Regions from separate parts of the Mus musculus genome. Here all the other regions are linked to region 3. The links are chromatin contacts, called in public HiChIP or PLAC-seq maps. All regions are on one chromosome and are shown on one strand. The core of a region is the stretch at or near the end of the contact, and the rest is flanking DNA. Distances in the headings are between cores, read along the strand shown. Region 1 holds the start of Higd2a (HIG1 domain family, member 2A). Region 2 holds the start of Hrh2 (histamine receptor H2). Region 3 has its middle 21 kb from the start of Thoc3.

What was found. HiChIP or PLAC-seq counts read pairs in DNA pulled down with a chosen protein or histone mark.
Region 1: an H3K4me3 HiChIP or PLAC-seq map of pro-B cells shows a contact between it and region 3, with 2.9 times the contacts expected there. The contact joins the promoter of Higd2a here to the enhancer-like site in region 3. A contact is called at or near these places in 1 of 39 promoter capture datasets (liver), 8 of 115 datasets of contacts at active chromatin or transcription factors (T-cell acute lymphoblastic leukemia, bone marrow-derived macrophages, double positive thymocytes and 4 more) and 2 of 9 other capture datasets (adipose tissue and liver).
Region 2: a contact with region 3 is called in an H3K4me3 HiChIP or PLAC-seq map of forebrain, with 3 times the contacts expected there. The contact joins the promoter of Hrh2 here to the enhancer-like site in region 3. A contact is called at or near these places in 6 of 39 promoter capture datasets (the 3T3-L1 cell line, the C10 cell line, cranial neural crest and 2 more), 3 of 15 datasets of contacts at CTCF or cohesin (the NIH/3T3 cell line, large pre-B cells and pro-B cells), 5 of 115 datasets of contacts at active chromatin or transcription factors (embryonic basal ganglia, embryonic stem cells, forebrain and 1 more) and 1 of 9 other capture datasets (embryonic stem cells).

What each region holds. Positions count from the first base shown.
Region 1 is chr13:54,588,850-54,591,549 of GRCm38.p6, reverse strand. Higd2a (HIG1 domain family, member 2A) reads right to left here and starts at 1,319. Exons shown (of 2, transcript NM_025933.3): 1 at 1,131-1,319; 2 at 403-826. The coding sequence starts at 1,284. The coding sequence ends at 660. Nop16 (NOP16 nucleolar protein) reads left to right here and starts at 1,476. Exons shown (of 5, transcript NM_178605.4): 1 at 1,476-1,689; 2 at 1,779-1,887. The coding sequence starts at 1,583.
Region 2 is chr13:54,190,875-54,193,574 of GRCm38.p6, reverse strand. It overlaps Hrh2 (histamine receptor H2), which reads right to left and starts at 1,446. Exons shown (of 3, transcript NM_001010973.2): 1 at 1,382-1,446.
Region 3 is chr13:54,446,807-54,449,530 of GRCm38.p6, reverse strand. No RefSeq gene overlaps it. Among named protein-coding and RNA genes, the nearest start is that of Thoc3, 21 kb to the left of the region's middle. Within about 2 kb of position 1,465, at least 60 of the 459 cell types and tissues checked have an H3K27ac peak or open chromatin away from gene starts, as enhancers often do. A contact at or near this core is called in forebrain and pro-B cells, where this site is marked.

The DNA.
Region 1 (2,700 bases), core at 70-2,569, 140 kb before region 3:
CAGAGTCTAAGTTACTCTACTGAGTGATCTTGCATTTTTTTTTTTTTCCGAGACAGGGTTTCGAGACAGGCTCTGTATAGCCCTGGCTGTCCTGGAACTCACTCTGTAGACTAGGCTGGCCTCAAACTCAGAAACCCACCTGCCTCTGCCTCCCAAGCGCTGGGATTAAAGGCATGTGCCACCACTGCCCGGTGATCTTGAACTCTTGAAGTCATGTGCAGTCAGGCAAGATTCTTTCTTCTCCCTCAACCTTCAGAACAGTTAAGGCAATAGGCATGCACTGTCAGACCTAGCTGATTTTTAAAGGCCAGTCCTACTGACAGCCTGTTCCCTCTTAAAAATTTAAAGGAAAAATCATGGTTTTGATCGTAGGAATGAGATTAAGAAATAGTTCATCACATACAAGTGTAATAAGCTTTTATTAAGTAATTAAGGGGACGCATCACAAATAGAAGCATGCAACCCAACTGAAATGAACCTGGGATTTTGGGAGCGGGAGGGGGCAGCGGTGGAAGCGCAAATCAGTTACAAAATCGGCCACTTCCTCACCCAAATGACAATAAGGTCCGGTCTGAAACGGAGGGAGCAAGTCTGACAGGGATGTCTGTTGTTCCTGGGTTTTGTAATGGTTTCCATGGCGCTTTAAGACCCGGCTATACTCAGGCTTGAGACTTCATAGCAGATGCCGCTAACCCCAACAAGATGGCTACGACCGTGAAACCCTGTGCAGCGATCCGGGTGCGCATCATGAGTTGGGATCGGTGGCTCTGGCCGCGGTGGAAGCAGTAAAGGCCATAGGTGAGGGCAGCCGCCGTCCCCAGACAGCCTGGGGAGAGGACAACACACGCGGGAGGCAACAGGTCGGGTCCTGCAGGTCCCTTAAGGATGTAGCCCGTCCCAGCTTTCCCAGAGCCACAACAGGAGGGCAGTTCTACAGTCTGCTTCATCTAGTCCCAAGCCCCGCAATGCATTCCGATTCGTTTCAGTCACCCCCCACCCCGCACCGTCATTTCGTCACACCTCTGGTCCGCTCCCCTTCCCAAACCCCAGGCTTACTTGATCCACCCCTATTTCCTTTCCCTACGAAACCGCTGTCCTCTCGGTCTTCCGTTCCTACAGCACACACTTACCTATAGGCACCATTGGGTTCTCACGGGTCTTGCGAATAAACTTTTCCTTAAAGCCCTCTGGGTTGGAGTAGACCGTGGGGCTGAAGCCCTCGATAACTGGGGGCTTGGACGGATCAAAAGGCGCCTCTGGACTCACAGGACCGGGAGCCGCCATACCCACCAGCACAGAAATAGGTAGGACACAAATCCGGACACCGGACCCCGCCTTCTGATGAGGTCACTACGGGGCGGGGAAATAGCTTGCTGAGTGTAGCACGCAGGCGCCATTGCCCGTTGCTTTCTGGGAGTTGTAGTAAGTGAATGTGGAGGCACTAACTACTAAAACTACATTTCCCAAGAATCCTTGCGCGCACGGGTGGACGGAGACTATTAACACGCGGCTCTGAGAGCGTGGTTCTTGAGTTTGAGCTGCTGTTTCAAGGGTTTGAGCTGCTGTTGGGGCAGTTAGCGAGATGCCCAAGGCTAAGGGAAAGACTCGGAGGCAGAAGTTCGGTTACAACGTCAACCGAAAGCGTCTGAACCGGAATGCTCGTCGGAAGGCAGCGCCACGGATTGAGTGGTGAGGGGCCAGTTTGGAGGCGGGGGCCTGGGCTGGGATCTAAGGTGAGGTGACAGAATCTCGATTTCTCTCTCTCTCTTTGATGTTAGTTCCCACATACGACATGCCTGGGACCACACCAAATCCGTGCGGCAGAACCTGGCGGAGATGGGGTTGGCCATGGACCCCAACAAGGCGGTTCCCCTCCGTAAGAAGAAGGTACTGATAACGCAAAGCACTTTCCCCATCTCCACACTAGCCGCTTCCTATTTTCCTTCCCACCTGACGTTCCTTCACTGAGCAGAGTTTCAGAATTTGTTCTCTCTCTCTCTCTCTCTCTCTCTCTCTCTCACACACACACACACACACTTACTTCCCATATTTGTGATAAAGTCATTTTGCTTGCACTAATTCTGGTCAAAGACCTTTAACGACCTCCTTTATTCACGCCCCCTCCTCTGCTTACCATTTCTTCTCAGGTCAGTGGAATTTTCTAGAATGTATCTTTTTCTGTCCCCCAGAGCTTGAGGGGTTTTTTTTGTTTTGTTGTTTTTTCGTTTTTCGAGACAGGGTTTTTCTGTATAGCCCTGGCTGTGCTGGAACTTACTTTGTAGACCAGGCTGGCCTCGAACTCAGAAATCTGCCTGCCTCTGCCTCCCAAGTGCTGGGATTAAAGGCGTGCACCAACACCCCCCGGCTTACCCCAAGAGTTTTTTTTTTTTTTTTTTTTTTTTTAGTAAAATTATAACTAAGCACTGGCAGGTAAGTCCTCCCCATGAAGAAGCTATCGGACATGGCTCCCTGTAACTTATAAAGCGCTCTTCATGCACATGGTTTTTGTGGTGCTACTACACAGCAGAGTAAGGAAAGCATAGATATAGGCAGAAAGATGAATTGCTTGTTAAAAATATTACTGTGGGTGTCATATGCAACTGTATGAACATATCATGTGTGGTGTGACATGTGAGTGTGAGCATTAACATACCATGTGTGGTGTGACATGTGAGTGTGAGCATGAGCATACTGTGTGTG
Region 2 (2,700 bases), core at 197-2,696, 260 kb after region 3:
GGGACAAGGAGGGAACTATAGCCAAGTCTACACTGGGAGCTGTGCATTTCATGCTCTTATTTAATGGCTGGGACTAGAATGATACAAAGCAGTATCACCCCTGCAGCTGGGAGGATGGGAGGCCAAACTCCACAGCAGGGACTACGGGAAATCACTGTGGAGAACCTCGGTTTCTCCGTCTGCAATAGGGGGTTAACAATACCGGTCCCCAGAAGTACTGTGATGACAACTTTAGTCTGAATTATTATACACCTAATGTGCCTGGTGCCAGGCCTGCCCACAAATGATATCTTTACTCTTTCCGGTTTTCCCCAAACCCAGCTCAGAGATCAGTCCCATAGTCCTGGATAACCTTTGGGGAAAGCAAACATGTTTATAGAAATTCATAACTCTCTCTTATAATTAAGAAAGCAGAAGCTTGGCCAAGACTTATCTGGGAGATGTCTCTTAAAAAAGCCACCTTGACATGTGTCTGAGGGGAGGGGTGGGGCTCCTAAGACTTGAACCTCTCCATTCTCTGGGCCCTGTTCTATGCCTCATGCTTAGCTACATATATGACCTCCAGACAAACAGTGCCAAGGCTCAGTAGACGCCAAAGTTAGTGTATGACAGTGACCAGTGGGAACACCTCTGCTCAAGGGTGCTTTACTGCCCTGTGAATGTCAGAGGGGGAAACTGAGGCTTTCAGGCTCAAGGTCACTGGGTTTCTCAAACCAGAGTCAAGGCCACTTCTGAACTTCCACTACCAGTGAACAGCTATCAGATGTCCCTGGTGTCTCGGACAGCTACCAGAACAGCTACCAGAGTCCCTCCCAGTCTAGCGCAGGGAACTCCTCGCTTCCCAGCAGCCCAGGAATGGGGCAGCAGCCCAGGAGGACTTAGGCAAGGCGACCTGTTCTTGAGAAACTAGACAGCCTCCTTCCTGTCAGCCCCTGACGCTTCACTGGTGCTGGGGAGTCAAAAGTCTCTCCAAGCTCCCACACATATATCAGGAGACTCACGCCACCGCCCAGAGGGCACAAAGCAAGCCTTTAAGCGCAAGAAGATTTTCAAATTCACCTTAGAGGGCACGGGGGTGTGAGGCTACCCTGGCATCCCTCACATCCGCGGGATGAGGCAGCAAGCCTAGCTCATAACACCCCTTTGGGGGTGGGTATGACCCTTGAGGGTGACAGGGAGGAAATCTAGGTAGAGGCATCAGCCCAAGGTCAGGTGCTTCCTGTGTGCAGCGCAGCCTGAGGTCGATCTGGGGACGGGGGTCGGCAGGAATCTGAAGCAGGCAGCCAAAGTGGCCACGCCACAGCCTGGTCTCCGCGCAACCCCACCCGCGTCCCCATCCCGAGGCGACGTCTGCCAGGAGGCGTCGGTCACCTTACCTTACCTGGTGCTGCTGCTGTGCGCCACCGGCTGTACCGGGTCGCTTAGGACTGCGCGCTTGCACTGGCTGGGGCAAGGATGGAGCTGGCGGCGTGCGCCTAGCACCCACTTCCTCGTCCCCGCCCCCAACTCGCTCCTCCTCGTTCTGAAAGCCGCTCCTTTCCTCAGCGTTTTCTCCCATATTCATCCTCCCCTCTTCCTTTCTCCCCCCTCTCCCTTTCCCCCCTCTTCCCCTTCTTCCTTCTGTCTCCCCCTTTCTTGCTCTCTCTTCCTCCCTCTCTTCCCCCTTCCCAACCCCCCTTTTCTTCTTTGGACGCTTTCACCCCTCCCTCTTCTTTCCTCCCTTTCACATGGTCATCTGTCACGTCCCCCCCCTCCCGCCACCACCCCCACCACCACCCCGCCACCCCCACCCCCACCCCGCCACCCCTCCTACATATTCTGGCTACTTATTCTGGGCAGCTCCCTGGCCTGAGACTCTGCCCACCTGTGTGCACATTGATGGTGTGAGGGGAGATGCTCAGTCTTGGCTCACTCTGGTTTGAGAACGCTAGGCCAGAAATCTGATGAGCCCTTCACCTGAGTTCCTCCAGGACCTGACCACTCCGAGAATGGCCAGTTGCGAGAGAAGAACCAGCTTTTCTGAGAAAATCCTGGAAGATCTTGGGAATCTGGAAAGCCAGATTTGGGTAGATCTCAGTCAGCCCAGGGGTTCTGGTGGAAAGAAATGGGAGGGGGTTGGGGCTTTGGAAGCAGGACAAATAAAAACTGTCCAGGTAGACTGTTCCACCTCCTAGATGCTGAGCCAGTGCAACCTGAGGCGGAGTGTCTGGCAGGAGGTAGTGTCTCAAATCAGTGCAGACCCAAGCCTCTTACTTTTCTTTGACAAACTCCCTCCACGTAGCAGATTCCCCTCAAGTACCCAGGGGCAGCTCATCTGGCCACCTGCCTCCCTAGCTAGGCTGCTACTCCAGTGCCTAGCACAGCACTGTGGTCATTCTGCCTGTCCCTATCTTCTCTCCTGAAGTTCTTGTGGCAAGCACTAGATAAGTGTCTCTATTTGTGAGCCAGTTTCCTCCTCTGTGACCCTAAGGGTCATGCTCACCTCACGGAGGCTTGGATAACAACAGATAAAGCCTTGGGCCAAGGCAGTGAAAGGGATACAGGGTGAGCTTTGTGCACACTCTGCTCACTAGGGATGCATTCGCCATGTTCCCTTGTGCCAAACCAGTCTGTTTCCAAGGTAGACTTTTGAGCTCTTCTCTTGCCATTCACAAAGCATCTTAGGTCATCTCTAAAACGTGCAAGTTGGTCACATGTCTC
Region 3 (2,724 bases), core at 216-2,715:
TATAAGGTTTCAGAGTGCACCATGACCAAAAATGAAGTCAAAATCAAGTTCACAGTCTGAGGGGCATCGAGTGTGGTTACTGCAGCCCCAGCTCTGAACACAGGACTGTGCACTTTGGGCCGGGTGCCGCCATGATACGCAGTGCGAGTGAATGGTCCGCAAATACCTCAGCTCAGACCGGGGGCTTCTGCCTGTTATGAATTGCAGTGCTTTGATGGTACATGGTAAGTTTAATGCTTTTCCACAGAATGGTTTAATTACGGAAAACAAAGACTTCAGTGTTTCTCAACAGGGCTCAGCAGGTGAGTACCAAAGCAATCTTTGGGTCTTGGGTTGTACCGAGTTAGGGTGTTTGATTTTTAAAAATTGCTGTTGAGTTGAGTTTCATTTAAATAAGTCATTAAATGAAGTTTGACTTGGAATTAGAACAGTCTCCAACAACTTCTGGAGCAGCCTAAATACGCTTCTGTCGTTTTGTACTGTGTATGTGAAATGGCATTCTCGTTATTGACCATTTTAAATCAAAAATATACTTATCAACTCTGAAAGACATGGAAATACCCCACACATTCAAATATGCTGTTAGTATTTTATTCTTTACACAGAAAACAGACACAATGCCATGGTATGAAAATTTGCTTTAGTTTTAATAAACGGTAACATGTATACCAAAAATTTTAAAAATAAATTTCCTTGCTGGGTGTCATGAGTCCACAACTTTAACCCCAGTGTTTGGGAGATAGAGGCAGGCAGATCTCTGTGAGTTCAAAGCCAGTCAGAGCTACATAGTAAAATGTAAATAAAAATCCCTAAATGACAAAATTTGTGTTTGATTTGTATCCCTATTTTATATACTTACACACCCGTGGTTCTGTAAGAATTTTCTGGCCAAAAGAGATCATAAAACATATAAGGAGCCCAGGCCTCATCCATCCGGCTCCTGGATCTCCGGTTCCTCTCCCAGCCTCAAGTCTTGATACGTGGGATCTGGAGAACCAGAATGAGATTTGTGCATTGGGACCCTTTGATGAAATCGTTGGCATCTCAGCATCCACAGGTGTGTGACCCTGACTCCGCTTCTAATCAGTTTGGTTGGCTCTTTTGGGGGTTGGAAGCTCTTGGACAGCAATGTCACGTGGCCTCAGGCTTTTGGCTGCAGGCAGGCAGATCTTTCCCAAGTGCTCACCTCCCCAAGCAGGGGCTTTTCCACAGGTGAGGAGGGAGTGTCTTCCGGTGAGCTCCGCTCTAAGGGGGCTCTCTCACAGCCCCGAAAGCACTCCTTCAGTTAGGCTTTGCGCTCAGAGAGAGTTTCCGAGAGAGAGCCCCGCTTATTGCTTATTTCTCGCTAAAGGGAGGAGGTGGTGGGGCTGGCTGTGAAGGGGCCAACAGTTGAGCTAAGGGGGTCAGCTTAAGTGCCTTGCCGGTCTTTAAGCAGTTGGAAGTTCTGTTTTAAGAAAGACCACCTGGGGCAGTGTGGAGCCTTGCAGATCAGAAGGGAGCAATGCTGGAGGCTGCTGCATAGCTTCTGCTCAGAAAAGCCGCAGAATCAGCTTAAACTCCTGCTGTTAGGTCTGGCCCTCGAGTTTTAGCTTTTCTGTTGGCTGCGCATTGCTGGAACAGAATACCGGAACTTCAAAGGAAATGTTTATTTCAGTGGAGGGAGGGAGAGAGGGAGGGAGGGAGAGTGAGGGGGGGGACAGAGAGGGAGAGGGAGAGGGAGAGGGAGAGGGAGAGGGAGAGGGAGAGGGAGAGGGAGAGGGAGAGGGAGAGGGAGAGGGAGAGGGAGAAACAGGAGATAGAAATACCCTCTTTAAGGGATGCCCCAGTGAATTGCTTCCTCGACTAGGCCCCACATCTTGAATTTCACTACCGTCTAATCTCTCCACTAGCTAGTAGTCAAGCCTCCAAGTTAACGCCCAACACTGTCAAGGAGACACTGCTGCTTTGTACAAGGACACAGCTCCGGCTTGTAAACGGATTAAACTACAGATCCTCCCCCCCCCCCCCCGCCCCAGTAGCCGTATGGCCTTGGCCTTTTAAACTTTTATGAGCCTCAGTTTCCTCTCCTGTAGACTAGATACTACCTGATTCCAAAGAGAGTTGTAAGAACTCTGGGTGACCCGAGACTGCTCGGCACAGTTCCTGCGAACAGCATCCTGCAGTAGGAGGCTGTTTGTGATCTTATTGGTGCCACTAGGGAGACTGTAGCAGAGTCCAGAGGGCAAGGGACCCACCCAGGCTAGCGGCTGTAGGAGGGAAGGTAACGGAGGTGGTTTACAGGTTCGAAGCTTGGTGATCCTCTCTCAGTGGTGCTGTTAAGATCCGTGGACCATTCCCTGTGTGGCCACTAGAGGGAAGCAGAGGCAAGGCTGCGGTTGGAAACCCGCTCCAGGATGCAGTGCGGCTGTCTGCTTTCAGCCTTAAATTCCCTGTTGAGCTGGACTGTGTCTCTGCCTTGAACAACCCCTCTTTTCTTCCGCTGAACACATGCTGATGGTTTTGAAAAATTACTCGAGGTTCCTTCGTGCTCCTGCTTGCTCTGGGTCTGGGGGTCAGCAGAAATGTGTGCTTTAATTTCTAAAGACACAGACTGTACAGGACGTGGGGCCCATGCCCTGCAGCTTGGCTAGTTGCTTGGGGTCTGCTCCATCTTGCACCCTCCCTGCTTGCCAGCTCTTTCCTGTGTTCTTTGATCTTGTGTGTAGAGTATTAAACTGAGCCTCA